2 separate regions of the Gossypium hirsutum genome follow, and region 1 is linked to region 2. The links are chromatin contacts, called in public Hi-C maps. All regions are on one chromosome and are shown on one strand. The core of a region is the stretch at or near the end of the contact, and the rest is flanking DNA. Distances in the headings are between cores, read along the strand shown.

Region 1 (6,511 bases), core at 2,203-4,702, 200 kb before region 2:
AAAATTCGACAACAAAATATATCGTTATGCATTATTTTTAAGAGGCAGTATTGCATAGGTTGGGACTTGGATCCGCCAAAAATAAAAATCTATTAATAGGTTCGTCTTGCATAATTGCACTGTTACCAAAATTCACCGCAATTTTCATTTCTTATTTACTTTTTTTTAGTGAAATGATTTTCTTCTCATGATTCCTAATTTTTATTTTTTATACAATATTTAAAACTCCTCGACAACCTTTAAATAAAAGAATAATACGCTTCAACACACTTAAACTTGCGTCCTCTTACACTGACAATAATACCAATACTAACTAAACTAAGACTCGATCATCTTAGATATATATAATTTTAATAACATGTATAAACCTATGGTTTAAAATGACTCACTCTGATACATGGGCTGAAAGTATTTAATTCTCATAGTTGTTATTACAAAAGTTCTTATTATCGCAGTCACCATTTAAGAATAATGAAAATAAAAATGAGAAACAACTAATAATAAAATATTAGGTAATCAGAAAAAATAATCTATTATTTGAATATGAATCAAAATCTCAGAACCATTACTTTAATTTTCTAAAAAAACTATTATTTTAATACTCTATTGATTTTTTTCATAATATTTCAAAACACCATGATAAAAGACATTCCCAATTGTGCAAGTATTACTAAAATAAATAATAATAAAAGTATCAAATATCAAAAAAAATCTATTTTTAACATGATTTAATTATTATCATATTTAAAATAAAATCGTATTTATAGATAAAAAATATATTTATTTAATTAAATTATTTATTAAAAAATATTTTTATTATTTTTAATTGATCCAATTATATTCAATGATTTTATAATTTAAAATTTTATTAATTAATAATATATATTTTATTTTTTTAAGTAAAATTTTTAAAAGATTAACCAAACTAATTAATTTCATATCAATATACTATCACCTCAATTAATATTATTTATGTTATTATCATATAATAATTATTAATATAGTAATAAATTATTTTTAATGGTAATTTAATAATATAATTCAGTTCAAAAAATATTCTTTATATATTTTGAAAGAATTTATATATATATATATGGTAGATTATAGATGATTCAACCAAAAATGAGAATAAAGTAACTTACTAACTAAACATGATGACAGAAAGCAAGGCCAAATTAAAAATCTGAAAAAGTGTAATGGTGGAAAGCCTCGCACCTTTGTTGTTTTACCTGCATTAGCAGCAAATAAAAAATAAAAGCCAGAATTAGAGGTTGCCTTTGGAAATTGCAAGATCAGCAAATAAATGAACAAATTATGATAGAAAATTGACATCCTACAAATATACAAGAATAAGTTGCAACAGCTAATCAACACTTAGCCATGACCAAAAAAAAAAAAGAAAAACAATAATAAAAAAATCCAATTTAAATACAAAACTAGAATATGAATAAATAAAAATTGTAATTATGATAATTAGGGATAACGTCATATTTGGCACTTGCACTTTCATAAATTGACTAATTTGATACCTGAACTATTATTATGTGTTTTGTTATGGTACATGTACTTTCATAAAATGTTCAATGTCAGTATGTATTTTATTATGACACATAGTGTTAGCACCGTTAATAAATTGCTAAACCAGCCAATGAAGATTCGACAGAGAACTTCTTTTCTTTCAAATCATCAAGTCAACATGAATAATATAACATTATATGAAAAGCTAAATAAAACAAACAAATTAACTTAAAAAACAAATAACTAAACATATAGTTAAAAAAAGCAAATACTAAACTTACAAGGATAATAAAATTATTATTTAAAATTCAGTTATAAATAAATTACGTATCGAATCTTCATTAACTAATTTAGCAATTTATTAACGGTGTTAACATCAAATATCATTATAAAACATGTATTGATAATCTGAGTATCACATTGAACATTCTTAAAATACAAGTATCATATTAAACATTTTATAAAAATATAGGTAACAAATATATCATTATCTCTAATATTTATAAGTTCAATCATCTTGCCAATAGAATCTTAACTCGATTAGTATCGGTGTTGTCAGTGCAGGAACACATGAATTCGAATGCGTTGAAACATATTATTCTCTTATTTAAAGATTAGGGAGGGGTTATGGCAACACCCAAGCATATGAAACATTACTGCTAGCAGTGGTCAGTAAAGTAACCAAGTTCCAAATCCATTTCTATTTCTTGCAAACTCATTAAGCACAATAACTTAATCTAATCAATACTTGGAGAGAGAGCGTAATTGCATCAATGCATTACCTCCTTTCTCTCTACGAAAACCAGGAATTGGTGGCGCTTGACGAGCCAAATCCGTCAAAACCTTGTTAAATACCTTTTGTGTCTCAATTCCAGTAACATCCACTCGAAGCTGGCAGTACAATACCATGAGAGTTATTCCTCAAAAAAAAAATGTTTGACATATACTCAGAATGACCATCAAAATCAACTAATTCACATCATGGTATATATATTGTTCAAATATATTGACGAAAATTGAAGATACGTCAAACTATAAGTTTTTCAAGTCTCATATAAAACTAATAGAAAGTTCAAGAAGGATAAATCGACTCCAATTCTACACCAAATTTTATTTATATTTGTGAAAAGAATATTTTTCTAAAATTACTAATTATGTAATGTTGTATAAAAAAGATGAAAAAAATTTGAATGTTTAGGGCATCACCTGGATCTTGTTTTCGTCTTTAGATTCAACAACGATCTTAGCTTCTTTCAAGGCTATCAATTTGTCATCTGCATCTGAAATAGATGCCTCCAAACCTAAAATATTAAAATTGAACACCAACACCACCGAATTATTTAAATTATTCAATTAATTACCCTAGAAAAAGAATGCTAGGGAAACTATATAAAAGTTGAAATTCACCCGAGGCAAGTGCAGATATTGGCTTCCTCCTGTACCTTACAACTCTAAATTCAAAAAATCAGCCCCAAAAAGACCAGTTAAAATTATTAGCAAAATAAAAGTAAAAATGGGACTCACTTGCGACTAAGAATTTGTTGGTTTTCATGTAACTTGATTTTTCTGTTGAAGCAGCAACAGCTACTGAAAGAGACCTGCTTCCATTTTATTTAAAAAAGGAAAAAGAACTGAAAAATTAATGAAGTTAGTTAATATCGAATTGAATTAGAGAGAAAATATGGGCTTTTTTTCACTTACCCTATGATTTCGAAAATGTTGGAAATTTAAAGAAATTGCTGCCATGCTCGTACACGCCATTTCTTCTGTTAAAGGAATTATTCAAAAAAAAAAAGGAATTTAGTTTGAAGAGAACAGGGACGGACAGAAGAAGATAATATGGATAACGCTTTGAGAAGAGACGATGCCGTTTACCAGAGTCTATCTGGCGGGAAGATAAAGTGTAGCGTTTAGGGTGTGGGCAGCAAAATAATAAGCACACCTTCATTAATTTTTGGGTTAATACGAACTTAACTCTCTAAATTTATCCAAAAGTACTTAATTGGTAGCTTCTTTTTTATTTAGCTTATATTTAAATTTGTATTCCGTTATATACATTGTCTCAATTTGTTAACATAGTTAATTTTTCAAAGGTTAACATGTAGTTTGCCACTTGATACTTACTTTTTAAAATTAATTTATATTTTTTAAAAGATTTTAATGTTTTTTAATTTATGCCTATCATGTGCCATACTGAGAGATTGTCACGTGTCACTATAGGATTGGCCATTAATGCCACCTCAGCATAAACTAACGTGTTAGTGTGGAGGTGTCAACCTAGGTGATGAAATACAAGTTCAAGTACCAACTAAGTACAAAAAAAAATTCAAGTACCAACTAGGTACTTTTGGATAAGTTCAAGGGTAAACTACATATTAACCCTTAATGTTTTGAGTGAAGTACATAAATGGTCACTAAAGTATTACTTGCGTCCTATTTTGGTCACTAAACTTCTATTTTTTTTTCTATTTTGATTATTAAACTAATCGAAATTAATTTTTTTGGTCACCACAAAAGTATTTGCTAACGTGATAGAATGTACATCAACATAAGGTATACATGGCACACCACATGAAATTGTCTGGTTGCTCCTTCAACCAAATCATCAGTTAACAATAGAAATGTATCAAAATTTTAACAAAATGACCACATTTCTCTTTAACTTAATTACAAGGATTAATTTACCCATTTTTTGAGTAGAGGAGGAAAATGCAATTTGTCTCATAGTACAGGGGCCTCTATAGTACTTTTACATAATCCAACTCATCCTATAATTCCACATCAGTAAAATGGATACAATTTTTAACAAAAGGGTAAATCTTTATTTTTCTTTCTAATGTACATGAGCTAATTTGCACATGTTTTTAGTTATTAGGGCAAAATGCAATCTGAATCTAGTAGGGAGTTTCCATAATATGTTTATCATTTATTTTTATTTTTTTTGAAATTGATTGATTTCCTAAATCTATTTATTTGATTATTTCAGTTGATTAGTTAAATGAATTTAATTTTATCAATCAATCAATCAATCATTTTATTTTTATTTTTAAATTCATTTATATAATATAACAAATATTGTTATATAATATTTTAAATTATTTACAATATATAATGTAGGTTAAATTGTGTTACTAGTAACCCAGGGGAGAAGCTAGAACAAATTTTTAAGGGGGACCGAATGAAATTTTAATTTTTTATAGTCTATATATTTATAAATTTTAAAGGATTAAATAGAATTTTTATAATTTTAAAGGGGCCAAAGTGCAATTTTATCTTTACTAATTTAAAATTTTAAAAAAAATTAAAGAGCCTAAATAATAATTTTTCATTTTAGGGGGGCTTGGGGCCCTACCAACCCCCTAGCTTCGCCTCTGCAGTAACCTACACTGAGTGTAAGTTGTAAATTTAATCCATATACTCTAATTTGACCAATTTTAGTTTTTATATTTTTCGAATTTTGAAATTTCAATTCAAACATAAATAATAGCAGTCAAATTTATTAGATTAAATTTGCAATTAGTCTCATACTTTTGCGTAAGTTGTGGATTTAATCATTTTTCTTTAATTTGATCTTTTTAATCTTCATATTTATTAAGTTTTGAAATTAAATCTTGATTAAAATGGCAGCCATTGATTACATTAACTAAAATTACGTGTTTTTTTCTATGAGTATTGTAACATCCCTATACTCGCCCTAACTACTGAGTCAAATATAGGAATGTCACATTTGGTTCCAGAGTATTCCTAGCTAAGTCAGGACACTAATCCTATTTCTGACCATATTTTAGTCTTTTTCACATGTTTTTCTCATATTACAGTTGTACTGAACAAAATTAGGTAAAACTTTCTGTAAAAATTCGTTTCGAAATCAGATTTTGTACAAAACAAGGCCCAGGTATCAGTACTTCCATTAAGGTACCAATATTTTTGCTTAGGTATCAATACCCATGATAGCAAGATAAATTTGTGTTTTTAATGTATTTATTTTTGACTAATTATTGAATAAGATGCTACTAAACTGGGGTTTTTCTTATCAAAAATGAAATTGGTGTGTCGAAATTCCAAATCATACAAAAAGGGTTAAATTGGAACGAAAAGCAAAAAGGAGGGCCAAATTGAAGGATTGAAGATTTAGTGGTTGGCTGGATAAAGATTAGATTATTTTTTATACTGTCAAAATCCTATAATTAGTTTGAATTTGATTTTTAAATTCAAATTTTAAATTTTGATTTTTAGTTGATATTTTTTTTTAGGATAAACATGCTAAATTTAGAATTCTGAATGTGTATAAATACCTAGTGTTGGTGACACTTGAATACATGGGGTTTTTGGAATAAAACAATACTTTTCTTTTTCTTCATTTCTGCATCAGTACGTCTTAGCACTCTGCCATCCATTTTTTTCCTCCATTTCAGCAATTTGGCTAATTTACTTCCCAAGTACCTTTCCCTTTTCAGTTACCACCATTTCCACTAAAATCCATTTCCATACATCAACCAGCATGATTTATTTCATGCTCAACTAAGTCCCTTTAGCCATAGTTTGAATTTTGCTTCAAAAAAATAATCGTGAGATATGAACCCACACTAAAGACTTTTCAATAAGCTATTCGTTATCTCTCTGGTATATGAGATAGTACAAATTTATCCCTAAAAATTGATTTGATTTCAATTTAAAAAACGTGTGTTAAGTTGGATTTGTTTGGCGTACAGTTGGGAAGCTGAATTGATCGTGTTGTATTCGAATTTATAATGCTCAAAAATATGAATTTATGGTTTGTTTTATTACGTCATTAATAAGTGTCTAGTTCAGTGGTTAAGTGTAATAACCCGTTTTTAGTGAAATCGGAATAGTGGTTTCGAGATCACAAATCCGAGTCTGTAAAAAAAGTTATTTTAATATTATTTCATGGTCTGCATTATGATAGAAATATCGTATGAAAATTTTCTTAATAAAATTTTACCGATTACATGTTTAATTAGATGGAAAGGAC
Region 2 (6,675 bases), core at 224-2,723:
TGAAAAACACATCAAGTAAACATAGTTTGCATTTTATTCATTTTATTCATTTTAATCCCTATATCCAAAATGCTCATATTTTTCGATATTTAGTATTGAATCAAAATCTACTTTCATATTCTTTTATTAGGGAACTTGTACTTTTAATTTATAGCACAATTTCTCAACAACTTTCAATTTATTTCAATTTAGTCCCTAATGTCATAAATAAACTATGTAGCTTAGTACAATTTCTAACCAAATCCTACACTTTTCACTACTTTTTAACTTAGTCCTAACATAACCCAAGCTTATTAATCAACAATTCTAATATTATTAAGCTTGATTTCACAAAAACCCATTAATGGTAACAACATATACTTAACAATTTGATAATCTAAAACTTAGGTATGATAAACTAAGCTCAAATAACCAAAATTCTATAAAAATTATGAAGAAAAGATTCAATTTACCTTACTAAATTTTGGACCGAAATGCAAAGAGAGAGAGAGAGAGAGAGAGAGAGAGAGAGAGAGAGAGAGAGAGAGAGAGAGAGAGAGAGAGAGAGAGAGAGAGAGAGAGAGAGAGAGAAAAGAATCTTTCTTTTTTCAAGCTTTGGATGGCAACAAGAAGGGAGAATGATGATATATTCTCGAATCCACTAACATTTGCTATTTATACCAAAATTAACAGCTTAATTATGCTTAATTAATCACCATTAATTGTTTAATAATATAAAGTTAGCTATAATAAAACAAGTTAATTAAGATGGATGAATATAATCATATCATCCCACTAATATACTTTAATAATAGTTAAATTACCTTAATTTCCTTAGTTTAATTACTTATTAAGTCTTAAAATATTTTCAAAATTAAAATTTAACAGTGATTGTACTTGTACAATTTAATCTCTGTAATATAATTATTAATTTTCTTGATTTAATTACTTGATCAACCACTAATATATTTTCAACTTAAACATATAAGTAAATCTATTCATATTTTCATAACACGATTTACGGAATTGAATTATGAAATTACTTTTTCCAACTTCAGTTAAAACCGGATCATTATAGGCAATAAATTTCTCGAATCGATACTGATCAAGTACATTTTAGATGCCCCTAAGCCTTGATAAAATCTTCCGCTTAAGAGTACCGGTAAGGCCAAAAGTATCTCTATTCTAGATTCTAAACTTGTTGGAAAACCCTGTAATTAACTTAGATATTGGTCGATGAGAAAATTGAAACATTGAAAGTGTTTTTTTTTTAAATTATTTTTATTAAAAAATTAAAACCTAAACTCTTCTCGTTACGGTAACTTTACCCAAATTTCTCGGTTGCTGTTAATGGTTCTCTTCCCATCAAATATAACCACCATTTACGGATATCTTTCTCTCCCTTTCGTTCACCCTCCAATTTTATTGTACGATACGAAGTTGAAGTTCTGGCCAAGATTCACCGCTGGTTGGATTCACCATAAGTAATTCTCATTTGGATAAAATATATGGTTAGTCTCTATATTCTGATAAAATTTAAGAAATCAATTCTTTCAATTATTTTGATTTAAAAGTTCCAATTCTATTATTAAAATTATAAATATTTTTTTGTCAAAATTTATCATATATAATTGACGGGAAAACCAATATATTAGGTTGTCAGATTTTTTCAAAAATTGCCAACTGAATTAAAATATATAAATTGAAAAAATAAGAAGTCTTTTTATTCTGGGCATACAAATGTCGAAAGATGCAGGAGGTGAACAAATTGAGACAATAGTTCCGATTTTTACATCACAGGGGGTGGAAGAAGGAAATCTGTGTAGCATTTATACTTTCCCAAGTGCAAAACCAACAATTATTAGCCAAACTCCACAGACTAAAACCACCGTCTTAGCGACGTCGTAAGAGGAAACGGAACCCTTTTGCTTACGTGGCAAATTTTAATTGGTTGTTTGACTTTGTAACAGAAAAATGTCATAAACAAATTTTTTATCCGTGTCAGACAGGGACCTACTTTTTAAGCTAATGGGTCCCGTTTAGGGGAAATAAGAAGTTGGGCAGGAGACTCACTGAGTCGAAACGAACATGGAGTGAACTCGTTTTCCCTTTCTAGGTTTTTGTTTATATACTTTGGAGTTTAAGGTTTGAGCTCTCATTCAAAGTCCTCGAGGTTTTAATCCCTTGTTTTTCTCACACTTTCTCGCGTTTTCTCTTCTATGTTCGAGCCTTTCATCAGCTCTTCCTAGCTAGATCTCTGATTCGGTAATCCCTTTTCCGCCTTTAATTTCCTTTTCTCTCTGTTGTTAAAAACTAAATTATTTTTATGCTTCAATTTAAATAGCAAATGTCGAAAGTAATTCGTTTTTATTAGTAAATTTGAATAATCTTTTTTTTCTTGTTTTATGTTTGTTTTATTTAGGATTTTGCATTTCGCATTTACTTGCATTTTCTCAATATTTTCCGCGGCTCTGTTTGTGTGTGTGTGTGTCTATATATACACGTACATATATCATGCAACTGCATGTGCATGTTGCTTTGTTTACTTTTGATCAATTTGTTAGTTTGTTGGTTCAATGTGAATATTTTCGAAGCAAGAACTCGAATAATTTGGAATTACCTGAGATATTTTCTTTGTTTGGTATGATCCTTTTCTCCTTGTTCTAATTAGTGTTGGGTTTCAATTTGCTATAACTGAAAGATTTCTGTTTCTCTAGGTTAGTTTTGACCTTTTTCTGGGAAAGTGAACGCTGAAGATTTTATTTAGGCCTGGTTTGTAACTTAATTGACTGTGGATAAAATTGTTCATGTACTGTACCTTAAGCTGTTCACGAAATTGTTGCATCTTAAACATGGAAATTAGATTTCACTATGTTAATTGGAGCATGTTATTGTTGAAGTTTCTAAAAACAAATGGAGGAGGAAAACTTTCAAAAATAAGATCTTGAAGGATTGAAACCCGTTTCTTTATTCTACATTACAGCCACGCTGATCTCTGTGTGGAGAAAGAATTGGATTTGTTTTAGTCAAACCTATCTTCTTTGCTTAGACTTTGAATGTATTTTGAAAGGAGAGAAGTGTTAAATGCGCTCAAGCATATAAGGTCCGAAAGTGACAACAAGCCATTTTCCTCTTTCTATTAAAGATGCCTTTATGAAAGACTGGTTCTTTGCACTGTCTGTATACTGTTCTTCTAATCTTTAGTTCCTTGTTTAAGAAGAAGTTCCTTTGCCTCTAGTAAATATCATTGGTCCCCAAACTCAATATGCTCCAAAGCAAATGTGTAACTACTAACAGGAAGTAGTATGAGTTCTAGAAGAGATGCTTTTACCATCCCATGTTCTTTTTCATCAGACCTTCAGATTTTCTTTCTTAACATTTAAAACAAAGATGTTGATGGATAATTTCATTGAATTTTCTTGTTACTCTGTTTATATAGCATCTGAAAGTCTTCTTAATGTGCAGTGTCTACCTCGAATCTGCATTATCAGCATGCTTGATTGATAAACATATACTGAGAACTAAGAATGTTCTTCAAAAATGGAATGATCTTGTCCATACAGAGCATTCTTGCTTGCATTTAGCTTAAAAAGATGGCATATTAACTTTAAAATATTCTGATTTTGTAATCTACCATGTGACAAAGGTTTTTGTTTCTAGGTAGGTAGGGACATCAAAATTGCTCATGTTTATTGAGATTATTCTTGGAAAAGTATATTTTTTATTGATAGTTGTCTAGAATCATGTGCTATTAACAATTCAATTTAAGTTGGATAAATGAAAAGTTATACATGCATGAAAATTTAGGTAAAGCCATTTGGAATCTCTTCTTCTTATCATGACTATTGCTTTTTTTCTCTTCAAGGTATAGCTACTTTTGAATATTTATGGAAGAATACAGTCATCAAAGCTAGTGTTTGCCAATGTATTCAAAAAGATCTGGTCAAGGAGATGGGCCAGTTTCTGGGCCTGTGCGCACTAGTGATAGGCTCAGGAGAAGGCCAAAAGTGTATGGCCGCACATATTTGTATTACACTCCAACCATCATTCGGACTAAGAAAAGCAAGACAAAGACAAGGACAGCAGCTTCTCGCATTGCTAAAATGTTGAGCTCGGGGGATCGGTCTGTTCGGACTTCAAAAAACAAGGCAACTCTCAGACTCTTATCTACTATATATACCATTTTGACAGTCTTTTACACAGTTTGAGGGAGAATTCTTAGCTGATGCAGTTTGAATCTTCTTTCGCCCATGTGATTATAGCATTTTTTTTAAGGATATTGCATATATTAACGCTTTGATGCGTTTGTGGCTTTTGCTATACTTCCTTTTGCTCTTTGCTTCTTGAAAAGCTGCTGCAAAGAAAATATAAAAATTAACAAGTTGAATCATAATTTTAAGATGACAACTTATTAAAATTAGACACCAAGATAACATAATTTGTCTATATGAAAGTAAGATCTTGCATTTTGTTATCTAAAGAAATAAAAAACTTCATTTATTTTTCTTGAAAATTATTGTTTAATTTCATATCCAAACATGCCTTTTGCTTTAGAAAGAATAAGCAACCGCCAAAAAGAGTTTTAGGTGATTTTCTGCTGCCATTATTAAAGCTAAGGAATGTATTAGCGGATGCTTTTATTTAGTACTGAAAACGGGTTCATTTGTTTCCTTCTACTGTATTTGCAAAAGACTATCAACAAGCACTTATTTGAAAAGCTTAGGGTTGCAGCTTGTTGAGAAACTATTTAAAATTGGAAGGACGTATTTCATCTTTGTGCCATATATATATAACCTAATGTTGTTATCTCAACCTTTGACTGCTTTCAAGGTGTATACTTCTCTTGAACCTAGGATGGTCCGTGCATTGTTGAGGTGAACCTAGTAAACTGTTTACTGGTGCTCCAACTATATTCCTAACCTGGCATAGAGCTTTTTATGTTATTAGTATGAATGCATGCATTCATTCTTTTTTGACACTTGTACATTAATTTTGTGAGGGGTATCATATTACACTCATTACAAGTTCGTTGTTCTGCAGTTTTTTAGATCAAGTTATAGATTCCTTTTTCTCGGTTATCTCAGGCATTCCTATTTGAGATTATGTTTCATGTTGGTTTTCTTGAATAAGTTGCATCTTTGTATGCTTCTTGTAATACCGCCTCTTCTTTTGAAGCTAATTGTATCAAATGATTCATTTTGTTAGTGATGTCTTGTGTTCTGAATCTGATTAATTTTTTATCTTGTTGCAGTCAGGCGCACCCAATCTTCGGCGTTCATCTAGAAAGAGGAGAGTTTCTGTGAGCCTTAACAATTTTACTGATAGTTCCGGTTCAGGGGATGAAGACATGATGGTACCTTCCAAGCATGCAATTTTTTGGAATTCAATTATTTTTCTCGGATTTGATGCCATCGTATTCACATCACAGAAATGTGTTCTGTTTCAACTTCTTGCTATTTTTTTTCAGAGATCTTCATATCAGACTTTGAGCAACCGTGTTGGTAACAGTGTAAGTCAAGATGAGTCTCCTTCTCCCAAACGCAAAAAGACCATGGAGACTACAGAAACTCCTCGGCGTGAAGGATTGCGCCCTCGTCGTTCAAAAGCAGTTGCAGTTAAGCGGATAAATTTGGATTATCATGCTGAGCAAGAGACTTCGGAGGAGAAAGTTGGTGAAGATGAAACTGAAAATGGGAATGATTTAGATGATGATGCTGCAGATGATGGTCAAAATGAGAGTGAGGGTGATGCTGAAGATGAGGGTGATGGAGAGGCTGAGGGTGAGGGTGAAGATGAAGGAGAGGATGATGATGATGATGAAGAGGGTGAAGAAGAGCAGGAAGGAAGGAGGCGGTATGATCTCCGAAATCGTGCTGATGTACGCAGGCTTTCCATGAATGAGAGCAAGCAAAGAGCCAGATCTCCACGGAGGGTTTTACATCAAGGAATGGGAACTAAGGTCAGTAGGGATGTTAGGAAGGGTGGGTCACGAGTTCATAAGGGTCATCGTCTAACAAGAACAGAGGACTCTGATGATTCTCTTCTCGTGGATGAGCTGGATCAGGGCCCTGCTATTCCTTGGGGCCGAGGTGGAAGCAAATCAGGACAACCTTGGCTTTTTGGGGGACTAGACATGCATGTGACAGCAGCATGGGGATTAAATGTTGCTGCATCTGGCTGGGGTCATCAAAGTGATGCTTTTGCTACATTGACTTCTGGGATTCAGACTGCTGGACCAAGCTCTAAAGGAGGGGCAGATATTCAACCCTTACAGATTGATGAAAGTGTAAGCTTTGATGAAATAGGTGGGCTTTCTGAATATATTGATGCTTTGAAGGAAATGGTTTTCTTTCCCTTGTTGTATCCAGATTTCTTTGCAAGTTATCACATCACCCCACCTAGGGGTGTCCTGTTGTGTGGTCCTCCTGGCACCGGTAAGACACTAATCGCCAGAGCATTAGCATGTGCTGCTTCAAAGGCAGGGCAGAAAGTCAGTTTTTACATGCGAAAGGGTGCTGATGTGCTTAGCAAGTGGGTTGGTGAGGCTGAAAGACAATTGAAACTTCTTTTTGAAGAGGCACAAAGGAATCAACCTTCCATCATTTTCTTTGATGAGATAGATGGGCTTGCTCCTGTAAGGTCTAGTAAACAAGAGCAGATTCACAATTCTATTGTGTCCACTTTGCTTGCTCTCAT

The links. A called contact is a pair of places that touch in the nucleus more often than the background predicts.
Region 1: a contact with region 2 is called in a Hi-C map of leaf, with 1.9 times the contacts expected there. The contact joins the promoter of LOC107903825 here to the promoter of LOC107903820 in region 2. A contact is called at or near these places in 3 of 34 Hi-C or Micro-C datasets (leaf and petal).

The regions. Positions count from the first base shown.
Region 1 is chrD05:51,701,982-51,708,492 of Gossypium_hirsutum_v2.1, reverse strand. LOC107903825 reads right to left here and starts at 3,452. Exons shown (of 9, transcript XM_041092630.1): 1 at 3,394-3,452; 2 at 3,220-3,284; 3 at 3,043-3,116; 4 at 2,926-2,969; 5 at 2,725-2,819; 6 at 2,301-2,409; 7 at 1,216-1,229. The coding sequence starts at 3,279.
Region 2 is chrD05:51,498,020-51,504,694 of Gossypium_hirsutum_v2.1, reverse strand. It overlaps LOC107903820 (ATPase family AAA domain-containing protein At1g05910), which reads left to right and starts at 1,473. Exons shown (of 11, transcript XM_041092619.1): 1 at 1,473-1,490; 2 at 3,845-4,127; 3 at 5,231-5,332; 4 at 5,447-6,675. The coding sequence starts at 3,903.